Linked DNA regions of Sus scrofa: region 1 is linked to region 2. The links are chromatin contacts, called in public promoter capture Hi-C maps. All regions are on one chromosome and are shown on one strand. The core of a region is the stretch at or near the end of the contact, and the rest is flanking DNA. Distances in the headings are between cores, read along the strand shown.

The links. Promoter capture Hi-C pulls out the DNA fragments that hold promoters and counts their contacts.
Region 1: a contact with region 2 is called in a promoter capture Hi-C map of liver, with 11 times the contacts expected there. The contact joins the enhancer-like site here to the promoter of C8H4orf19 in region 2. A contact is called at or near these places in 2 of 5 promoter capture datasets (fetal liver and liver) and 5 of 47 Hi-C or Micro-C datasets (alveolar macrophages, embryonic fibroblasts, epiblast stem cells and 2 more).

Annotation. Positions count from the first base shown.
Region 1 is chr8:29,281,204-29,287,039 of Sscrofa11.1, reverse strand. No RefSeq gene overlaps it. Among named protein-coding and RNA genes, the nearest start is that of PGM2, 24 kb to the left of the region's middle. Within about 2 kb of position 1,664, at least 5 of the 83 cell types and tissues checked have an H3K27ac peak or open chromatin away from gene starts, as enhancers often do. A contact at or near this core is called in fetal liver and liver, where this site is marked.
Region 2 is chr8:29,009,378-29,014,653 of Sscrofa11.1, reverse strand. C8H4orf19 reads right to left here and starts at 1,770. Exons shown (of 4, transcript XM_021101097.1): 1 at 1,516-1,770.

The DNA of each region.
Region 1 (5,836 bases), core at 415-2,914, 270 kb before region 2:
CTGCTGTATAGCACAGGAAACTATATCCAGCCACTTACGATTGAACATGATAAAAGATAATATGAGAAAAAGAAGTATATATATGTATAACTTGTTACTTTGCTGTGCAGCAGATATTGACAAAACATTGTAAATTAACTATAATAAAAAATTAAAAATATAAAACATAACAAACATTGTGTTGTCCAATCTAATAAAAATTAATGTAAAGGGAGTTCCCGTTGTGGCACAGTGGAAATGAATCTGACTAGGAGCCATGAGGTTGTGGGTTCCATCCCTGGCCTCACTCAGTGGGTTAAGTATCTGGCGTTACTGTGAACTAGGGTGTAGGTCGCAGATGTGGCTCAGAACTGGCGTTGCTGCGGCTGTGGCGTAGGCCAGCAGCTGTAGCTCTGATTCGACCCCTAGCCTGGGAAGCTCCATATGCTGCAGATGCGGCCCTTAAAAAGCCAAAAAAAAAAAAAAAAAAAAAAAGTAAATATTAAGAGACTGTTAATAAAATAACTTATGAGTACCTTGAAATATATTTTTCTCTTTTTTTCTACTATATTAGTTTTCTATTGCTGGATAACAAATTACCTGAGTTTAGCAGCTAAAAACCAATATTTTATATTCTTTTTATCATATTACATCTTTGAAATCTGATGAGCCTATTACACTGACATTTCATCGCAATTCAGACTAGCTTCAGTGCAAGTGCTCACTGCACACCTCTTAACATCCTTTCTGTGTGAAGACACACCATTTATAACAAGGACTATGGGGTCTGGCAATTTAGAGCTTCTTCTAGATCTCAGAAGCAAAAGATCGCAGGATAAATGCACCAGTGCTTGGCACTTGTGCCAACTCCATGTAATTCACTTTGTACCATCTTGGTTTTATAGGAGGCCCATGAATGATCTTAGCCAGATGACCTACCTCAAGATGGGGGAGCTGGGAACTCCAAGGTATGGTCTTAGTCTAGATATCGTGGGAGGATTCTGTCTAGAAAATATCAATGTTCCAAGACCTTGTTTCCTGATAGGCTTAAACTAAAGAAGTTTATACAAGGTACTGGGAGTTCCCGTCGTGGCGCAGTGGTTAACAAATCCGACTAGGAACCATGAGGTTGCGGGTTCGGTCCCTGCCCTTGCTCAGTGGGTTAAGGATCCGGCGTTGCCGTGAGCTGTGGTGTAGGTTGCAGACGTGGCTCGGATCTGGTGTTGCTGTAGCTCTGGCGTAGGCCAGTGGCTACAGCTCCGACTCGACCCCTAGCCTGGGAACCTCCATATGCCGCGGGAGCGGCCCAAGAAATAGCAACAACAACAACAACAAAAAAGACAAAAAAAAAAAAAAGACAAAAAAAAAAAAAGAAGTTTATACAAGGTACAGACAAGATTATTATTAATAGCTTATCGCATTTGTAGCAAAAGTGTTGCAAAATACAACCACAACTCATGAGTACACAGAAAATAGCTTCTGTAGTTCTGTAGCAGGTCTGTTTTTTCCGTCTCCACCTTGAAGACTGGTGATGGGAGTGTATATTGGAAAACAAGTGAACTAGGAAATGTACACACTCTAAGCTTCAGCATTTCCTCCTTAAGCATATAAGACGGAGCTGGAGTCTGCAGACTTTTTCTATAAAATCCAGAGAGTCAATATTTGGGGCTTTGTGAGCCAGAAGATTTTTGGCCCTGCTACTCAGATCTGCTGCTGTGCTTGGAAAGCAGCCACAGACAACGTAGAACTGAGTGAGTGTGTTTATTCCAATAACACTTTATTTGTACACATTGAAATATGAATTTCACATAATTTTCTCATGTCATAGATATTCTTGTTCTTTTTTTCAACCATTTCAAACATACAAATCATTCCCAGCTGTGGGCCATACAAAACCAAGCAGCACACTGTTCTCAAAGAACTACTGCACATGTATAGTAAGGGGCTCTTGCAGGAAAGTTCCAGCAGTGCAGCTCGTAATCACAACAAAATAAGTTCACCCCTGAAGCACAGACCGGAAGCAGTAGTTCGTGATATACTCATAGGGTGGAACACGCAGAGCCCTGAAAATACATGAACTACAGTTACATGTGTCAGTGTGAATGGATCTCAAACACTTAATACTGATCAAAAAAGCAAGTCACAGAAAAATTCATATAGCTGTATTAAAAAAAATTCAACAGGAGTTCCCATCATGGCGCAGTGGTTAACAAATCCGACTAGGAACCATGAGGTTGCAGGTTCGGTCCCTGCCCTTGCTCAGTGGGTTAACGATCCGGAGTTGCTGTGAGCTGTGGTGTAGGTTGCAGACACGGCTCCGATCCAGCGTTGCTGTGGCTCTGGCGTAGGCCAGTGGCTACAGCTCCAATTGGACCCCCAGCCTGGGAACCTCCATATGCCGCAGGAAGTAGCCCTAGAAAAGGCAAAAAAAAAAAAAAGAAAAAAAAAAATCAACAATACAAAGGTAATAAAACTACAAAGAAAGGCAAGGAAATTATAAACAATAATCCAAGAAAATGTTTCAGTTAGGAATGAGGAGAGATGGAGATACATGGGGAAGCACAAAGGAGCTTCCGAGGTACTGGACTTTTCCTATTTCCTAAATTTTCCTGCTGGGCATGTAGGAGTTCCTTTTATTCTCATGTTTTAAAGTGTATGTATAAAGAATATATGCTTATAAATGTATATTTTACTAAAATATAATCTAATATTTAAAAAAGCACCACTACTGAAAAATTGAAACTGGTAGAGTATTTATTACACAGATTTGCTTGCATGTTAGGGGTTTAGCAAATGAATCTTAGTTTTATAGGAAAGGGCGCCCTCTTCAGGCAATATGTCCAATGTTGTTAAAAATTTTGGATAAAAAATGCGGCCTTAAAAAATACCCCCTCCCCGAGGAGTTCCCTTCGTGGCTCAGTGGTTAACGAAACCGGCTAGGAACCGTGGGGTTTCGGGTTAGATCCCTGGCCTTGCTCAGTGGGTTGGGGATCTGGCATTGCCATATGCTGCAGGAGCGGCCCTAGAAAAGGCAAAAAGACAAAAAAACTCAAAAAACCTCCTCCCCAATCATCTACATCCCCTCCCTGAAACTCATAGAATCACAGGACTAAGAGGCACTTTGTGAGGTGTTTTATGTCTAATCTTAAACAGTACAAAGTATTTTATTTTTGGAAATCTCCAGGGAAGTATTTTTTTTTCTATTTTCACTTAATACTATGAAAATTTAATTAAAAAATCCTTGTTGCCTTTATTTCCTAATTTTTGTTTCTTACCAATTTCACAAGTCCCTTCAACTCCTTTCTTGGACGATTTAAAGTACACCTATAGAAATGCTTATCATGGGATGGCTCCCTTGACCTGTGATGACTCCCATAGTTGAGAAAGACTGAGTTTCTTATCATTTGCTTTCTTCTTCTTTTTTTAATGACTGCACCCATGGCATATGGAAGTTCTTGGACCAGGTTGCACCTGTGGCAATGCTAGTCCTTCAACCCATCCACGGATGGAAACTGCCTCTGCTGCGACCCGAGCTCCTGCAATTGAATTCTTTTTTTTCTTTTTAGGGCGGCATATGGAAGTTCCTGGGCTAGGGTTGAATTGGAGCTGCAGGTGCACAGCAATGCCAGATCCTGAGCCACATCTGTGACCTATGCTGCATCTTTCGGAAGCTGTCCTTAAACCAGAGGGAGGCCAGGGATCCAACCCACATCCCATGCATACAAATTGAGTTCTTAACCCATTAAGCTACAATGGGAACTCCAAGCAGTCAGATTCTTAACCCACTGTGACACAACACAAACTCCAAGAGCAAGAATTTCAGAATTCTATTTATACTCAGAGAAAAACTCTATCCAGATCAAAGATCTTGTGGTTTGCCTGAATATTTAACATAAGCCTTCATTTAATGTGTATATTATATTATAGTCCATGAAAATGACCTATACAAAAATTGCCATTTAGTCAACAATTGCTAAAAATACAGTGAAATCAATAAATCTATTTTTTGGGGGGGAGCTCTCATCATGCATGGCTCAGAGGTTAATGAACCTAACTAGCATCCATGAAGATGTGGGTTCAATCCCTGGCCTCTTTCACTGGGTTAAGGATCTGACGTTGCGGTGCGCTGTGTGTGTAGGTCACAGACGCAGCTCTGATCCCGGGTTGCTGTGGCTGTGACTGTGGTGTAGGCCAGCGGTTACAGCTCCGATTAGACCCCTAGCCTGGGAACTTCCATATGCCACAGGTTCAGCTCTAAAAAAGGCAAAAAATAAAATTAAAAGAAAAGAAAATTGTTTTAGAGAAAAACATCTTAATTAGACAATCCCTTTCTAAAAAAATTGTACCATTTTTGTTTAATAAGGAAGGAAAAGTAGACAGCAGAAATTAGAATCCTAGAATTTTAAAACTGAAAGAGATTTTATTTTTTATTTTTTTATTTTATTTTTTTTGTCTTTTTTGCTATTTCTTGGGCTGCTCCTGCGGCATATGGAGGTTCCCAGGCTAGGGGTCCAATCGGAGCTGTAGCCACCGGCCTACACCAGAGCCACAGCAACTCGGGATCTGAGCCGCGTCTGCAACCTATACCACAGCTCACGGCAACGCCGGATCCTTAACCCACTGAGCAAGGGCAGGGACCGAACCCGCAACCTCATGGTTCTTAGGCGGATTCGTTAACCACTGCGCCACAACGGGAACTCCTGAAAGAGATTTTAGAGACCGTCTTGTCTGTTGCAGTCTAGTGCAGGCAGTTGCCCTCAGGTGAGTAAACTGAGTTCTATAGTGGTCAACTGATTTTCCCCAAATCATATAATTTTAGTAATTGAAGCAATTCTTTTAATCAGTTGCAAATGAATTTAAGCAGAAGGTTGGTTTTTATCTTTTTTTTTTTTTTTTTTTTTTTTTTTTTTAATTTTCCCACTGTACAGCAAGGGGATCACGTTATCCTTACATGTATACATTACAATTACATTTTTTTCCCCCACCCTTTGTTCTGTTGCAACAGGAGTATCTAGACAAAGTTCTCAATGCTACTGAGCAGGATCTCCTTGTAAATCTATTCTAAGTTGTGTCTGATAATTGGTTTTTATCTTAATGCAATTGTTTCTTCAGTGGTCACTTGACATGCCTGGTCTTTTATCTCTGGGTAGCTGGGAGGCAGTATTGTGCAGTGGGAAATTGCTCTCAGATCAGAGAGAGAGAGCTGGGAGCTGGCTCTCACCACGTGGTGGCAGACTTTGGGCAAATTACTAGGTATCTAAAGGGGAATAATAATACATATTCTTTTGGGTTTTCAATAGGGCTTAAGAGATGCACACTGCTTAGAACACAGTAGACTTTCAATGAATAGTCGCTATTACTATTATTAGCTGTATATTTATTATTATCATTAGCTGTATATTTTCACATATTATTAGCTGTATGTTTTCATTAGTGCTATTATTTCTGAGGTGCATTTTCATCTAAAAGTCATCTTTTAATTTTTAGTTACACGCCTTAATTCTCTTCATCTTTTCCCACAGTCCTTAGCAGAGTGACTTGTATCACATTTAACTCATTGGTGCTTCTGTTTCCTCGTTTGCATTAGGAGAAAAAGGTTGGACAAAGTAATTTTAAAATCTCTCATAGCCCTAAGTTTCCATGTGCTCATCAGATTTTTTTTTTTTTTTTCAGGGCTGCACCTAGGGCATATGGAGGTTCCCAGGCTAGGGGTCAAATAGGCGCTATAGCCGCCAGCCTACACCACAGCCACGGCAACTCGGGATTCGAGCTGCATATGCGACCTATACCATAGCTCACGGCAATGCAGATCCTTAACCCACTGACCGAGATCAGGGATAGAACACTCATCCTCAAG
Region 2 (5,276 bases), core at 521-3,020:
TCCAAACATGCAAAACCTCTTAGAACATAGCTAAGATGGGCCACCTTGATCTTCGGATGTCATTATATATCTAAATCTTGAAAACCTTTGAGGGCCAGGCCCTGGGGCCAGATGCCATGAGGTAGGTGCTTATCACATACTTGCTGAATCAAAGAACTGGTTTGGGATGGACACAGAACTAGCAAAAGAGATAAAGACTGAAACCCTACTTCTATCAGTGTCTGCTTCATTTTACCTCTGCGATCAAGGGAGCTTCCTACAACTGACTCTTCACACTTTAGAGAAACACAAACAACTCCAGAACTCAGAGCTGTGTTATTGTTTCAGTGATAGGCTTCACAACTGAACTGTTCTATAGATATGGGTTTAACATCTGGCTCCTTAAAATAGTGTTAACTGGGGGATTAAATGTGGGAATAAGTGGCAAATCCAGAATCTATTGTCTTTAAAAGCAGCAACCCACTTTCCATTTCTTTCTCATTCAACTCTCAGATGTTTCTTAAATAGCTTGTTTACAACTACCCAGGAACATGCATAAGCTAGGGTGAGAAGTGAGAAAATAACCACTCTATTCTTTAATGATTTGAACCACCTCATGGAACACCGACTTCTAAATTCACTGGGCAAACATCTATACTGCAATGGAAAATATAATGTACTAAATTGCTAATAGGAGTTTTTGTTTTGTTTTTAAGGTTAATCACAGTGCTGGAGGAAGAAAAAAAAAAACCCAAACATTGATTTCTGTCTTGTATCACTAGAAAAACTGCTCAGTGGTGGCTTGTGAAAAATCTCACCTCATCCGGACTGCCAAGGTCAATGAGACCCAAGTAATCGACCTGGGAGATGCTTGCCTAATTATCAAACATTCTGCAAACATTTTGTGAACATTTAACCGTTTGCACCTGGACCCCTCCTTCAATCCATGCGGCTTCCTAGGGCTGCACCCTCTCCTCTCCACCACCCAGGGCGCCAACACCCCAAAGGGGCAAATCCTGGGACCCAAGGACATTTCAAAGAAACAGCGGCGGTCACCTTCCATTTCAGTTTTACTTAAAAACACTCAGATGTTTAAAAATAGGGGAAGAGGAGGGCTCAGAAATAAGAGGAAAATCTTTCGCAGTTTTTCCAATTCAAGTTCTCAGGCACCGTTGAAAGTTCATTAATTAGAGATTTAAAGACAGAAGTGTTTCATATACCAATCAGATGCCAAGCTTTGCAAACTGTCTTTGTCTTTAGTTGGGGGAAGTTTGTAAAAGTCCCCCCATCCACCCCATTCTGGAGTTTGCTTCTCTTTCCGCGCCTTTGTTGAACGACCTGACTTTCCCGAAGCAACCAAACCGAGAACTGCCTCACCCGCCCTCTTTTTTTTTCTCCCCCGGCAAAAGGAAATAAATAAAAATGCCCCGCGAGAGAAGTGGGAGAAATCATGCCACAAAGCCAAGTTCCGCGGGAGTCGAGCCCCCGTGTTGCCCGCGGCGGGGCCGGGAGCGCGGGGCGGGAGAAGGTCCCTACCTGGGGCCGGGCAGCAGCGGCGGTGTCGCGGCGCCCATGACTTCGCCGGCTTCGGGCGGCCGCGCGGGGAAACGCCAGCGGCTCAGCAGCGCCTGGACCCGCCGAGCTCGCTGCGGCCGCCCCGGCGCTGTCATTGGACCGATGAGTCACGTGGTCTGGCCGGCGGGCGAGCCCCTCCGGCCGGCGCAACCCCTCACCTGCGCGCCCCGCTTCGCGCAGAGGCCCCGGGAGCGCGACAGCAGACTTCCCGAGCCCGGACTGGGCTGCAGGACGCACCGGAGAAGAAAATCCCGGAGTTCGGCCTCTGATCCCCGATACTCAGGCTGCCAGGCAGCCGGCGCCGCGAAACTTTGGTGCCGGCTTTTCCGCCGTGCTGCTGGGAGAGGGGAGCTTCCTCAGATTCGGCGTGAGTCAGGGAGGTACGTAAATGCACTCCCTGGCGAAGAGACCTCCCCTCGTCCCCCGTGAACTTGGGGTTTGTTTCCTTCCCGGTTCTGGCCATAGCCGCTTACACCTGGTGTGTGCAGTTCGCCTGCTTTTTATGGGATAGATGGGAAAGAGCGCAGACGCTACTGGGGCGAGAATTCCCAGGGAAGTTGCACACACTCATCTGCACCCTCAGGACCGCAGTGGGAGTTCAATGATGTGCTTTCCTGCCCCCACCTTCCCTTTCTGTGCCTGGGGTGTTGGAACTTTGGCTGTCACACTCCGTCCACCGTCCTGAGCTCCACGGCCGTGCTTGCTGCAATCCGTGCATCTAAGCTTGGTTGCTTTACTTTAAAATAGTATTTAAGGGTTGGAAAGTTTATTCACCTGTGCTCCAAAGTGCGTCGGTGTTGGTCTTGACAGGAGAATGTGTTAAGCAACGGCGCCACCTAGCTCGTCGTCTTCTCTCTTTCCCCTTCATTCATTCGGGGAGAGTCAGGATAAAACAGAATGCTGGAGAAGCAACAGACAGAATACTATTTAAAGATGAACACACTGCCCTCAGCTCTTAATGTGTCCACTCTAGTGATTCTAGCGCCATTTACACGACGACATTTCCCACGCTTTATGGGGGGAAACTCATGTTTTGAGATTCTTCCCACTTGTGTAGTAGCAGCATGCTTTAAAAATGATAGATTTATGAGGGACATTAAATGCTCTTTTACATCACTTTCTGATAAAAACTCTTTATCCCAGTAAAGGACCGTCCTAACTTCTAGCCCACGCTTAAGTAATGTCCACAGGATACTGATTACATTTATCGGTTAGATTATTCTAACCAAAAAGACTGGTATTTATCTTGGGTTTTAAAGTATAGTTCCCAGACTAGCAGAATCAGCATTATTTGGAGGAATTTAGCAAAAATGCAGATTCTTGGGCTCCACCCCAGACATTTGGATTCAGAGCTGGTGGAGCCAGGGAGGGTGAAGTAACTTGTATTTAAACAAATGATGTACATTCCAGTTTGAGAACCACCATCCTGAGTCTGCTCAAGCAGCTGGCTAAATTCCACTCATTTGTTAAAGGTTGGGATTCTGTAAAGTCAGAGGTGGTGGTGTTACTGGTAACCTCAAATTACCAGTGTTACATAATATGTCATGTTGACACACTGAAACCTCTGATGTGTCTATACAGAGTGTCATCTGTACTTTATGCAGATCACATGGAATGCCAAAAAACGTGGAGACCCTCATGAAAAATACAGAAGAAAAACCTATGGTTTCTTCATGCATATAGAAACGAAACACCATGATTCACTTAGTATTTTGGGTATGTTTATGTTTTCATTGGCATATAAATTATTCTCCACTGATGAGTCATGGAAGAGAGGAAAGCTAATTTGAGTGGATTTGTCCGTATAGTTCTAAATTTGTCAATATATTTCTAAAGAAGAGACAACAAACTTTTAAAAAAGGTTATGATGTTGGCTTACATTTTAAACCAAAAGGCACTGTATTAGGCGTTTTAGGATTTTGAGAAAGAGGTAACTGGTTGGATTCTTCATCTTTAGCTCAGATTCCCCATTGGATGGACACTATATTTCCAATTGCCTGCGTGGATATCTTAACCTTTAAACTCTTTGGGTTCAGGTTTATTATTTCCCTCATTTTCATCCCTAAACCTATTCATTTTACTTTTGCAACTCTATACTCTCCACCCAACTTCAACTGGAACTGGAATTATTTGTTTCCCTTCTCTTTCATCTCTTTCCTCTATCAGTGAAGTCCTGAAGTCATCCTTCTTAGCCATTGCATTGCCACTGCCCTAAGATCAAGTTCTTACATTCTCTAGCTCAGATCTCTGCAATGGTCTCTTTTCTGGTCCCCCAGATTCTAGTCCCTTCCCTCTCTAATCAATCTCACATAGTACTGCCCCAGTCTTTCTGAAATGCCATTTCAACCAGGTCTTTCACCTTCTCAAACATTTTTTTCATGACTCCCTATTGGCTACTGAATAAAGTTTAAAGTCCCTACATAGCATGTGAAGTCGTCCAAATAGCCCCTGGCCCTCTCTGGTTTTGTTCACACAGTTTCCTCCATCTGAAATGTCTTTCTGACGTTCTGACAGCTAAGTCCTATTTATCCTTCAAGCCTCTGGCTCTCTGTCATCTCTTGGCCATCCTTTTTGATTCCCAGTTAGAGTTAATTGCTCTTCTGCAATGTATCCTCAGTACCTGGCTGTCACTTTAACAACAACAACAAAAAAATCCATCTATCTTACATCTAGTTTAGTCATGCCTGCTTTAAATTGTAGGATTCTGGAGGGCAAGGGTTATTATGCATAACAAATTTTCAAATCATCTTAGGCATAGCATAATGCCTTGGACAAAACAGGCACAGTGTTGTGTTCTTGCCCCTAGGAAAGAAGGCATTTAATTAAACAACAAACTCCATGTATGTGAAATGCTTTTATGCAGATACTAATGATCTACTCCTCTACAATTTCTCTGAGAACCAAAAGAGAAGAAAATTTAAACTTCAACCTAAGGAATTTAGATTAGAATCCAAGAATGGATTCCCCTGCGTGGGTAATGGAATTGCTTTCAATGAGCGTAAGTTTTACGCAGGAGATGAGACCCAACAGATGATTTCAACTTTCTTCAGATCTGATTTTGTTTCTCAGGGGATGATTGTTTGGTGAAACTAGATACAAAGTTTCACCCATTTATTTCCTAGTTATCATCACTTCAGCTCTCCATTGCCTCTTTTTTTTTTTTTTTTTTTTTTTTTTTAGTTTTTTCTTCGTATGCACGTGGAGAATTCTCAGATCCCAGCGGCAAGAAGTGGGGGTTAGGGGAGAGATGCATATGGGAAGCTTCCCTCTTGGTCCTGCCCTCTCACCTGAAGGCAGTTCCCACTGCTGCCCCAAGCCCCAGAGGGAAGTACACAGCCCTCGCACTTACACACAGAGCTTGTTTCCTCTTTTTTTCTGTTAAGACTGTGAAATCCTAGAAGGTATAAACTATTTTATTAGCCTTTGTATTCCTGGCAAAATGCATGGCCAAGTAAATATTTGCTGAGTGAATACTTCAGCTGTAGTGGTTATGGTTATACCTGAAAATCCTGGGAGTTTGCAAAGACCTCCAGTGATCTTCAGAGCTTAGCCTGGCCTCTAATTAGCAAATTAGAGAGTATCTTATAGGTCATTATCAGTGCCTCCTGAATACTCAATGCTTTATTTTTATGCACCTTGAGAAGATAACAAAAAAGGCGTCGGTGGTGTATTGAAATCCTGTTCAGTGATTCCCTCTGGACCTCTGTTTTTAGGTTTACTCA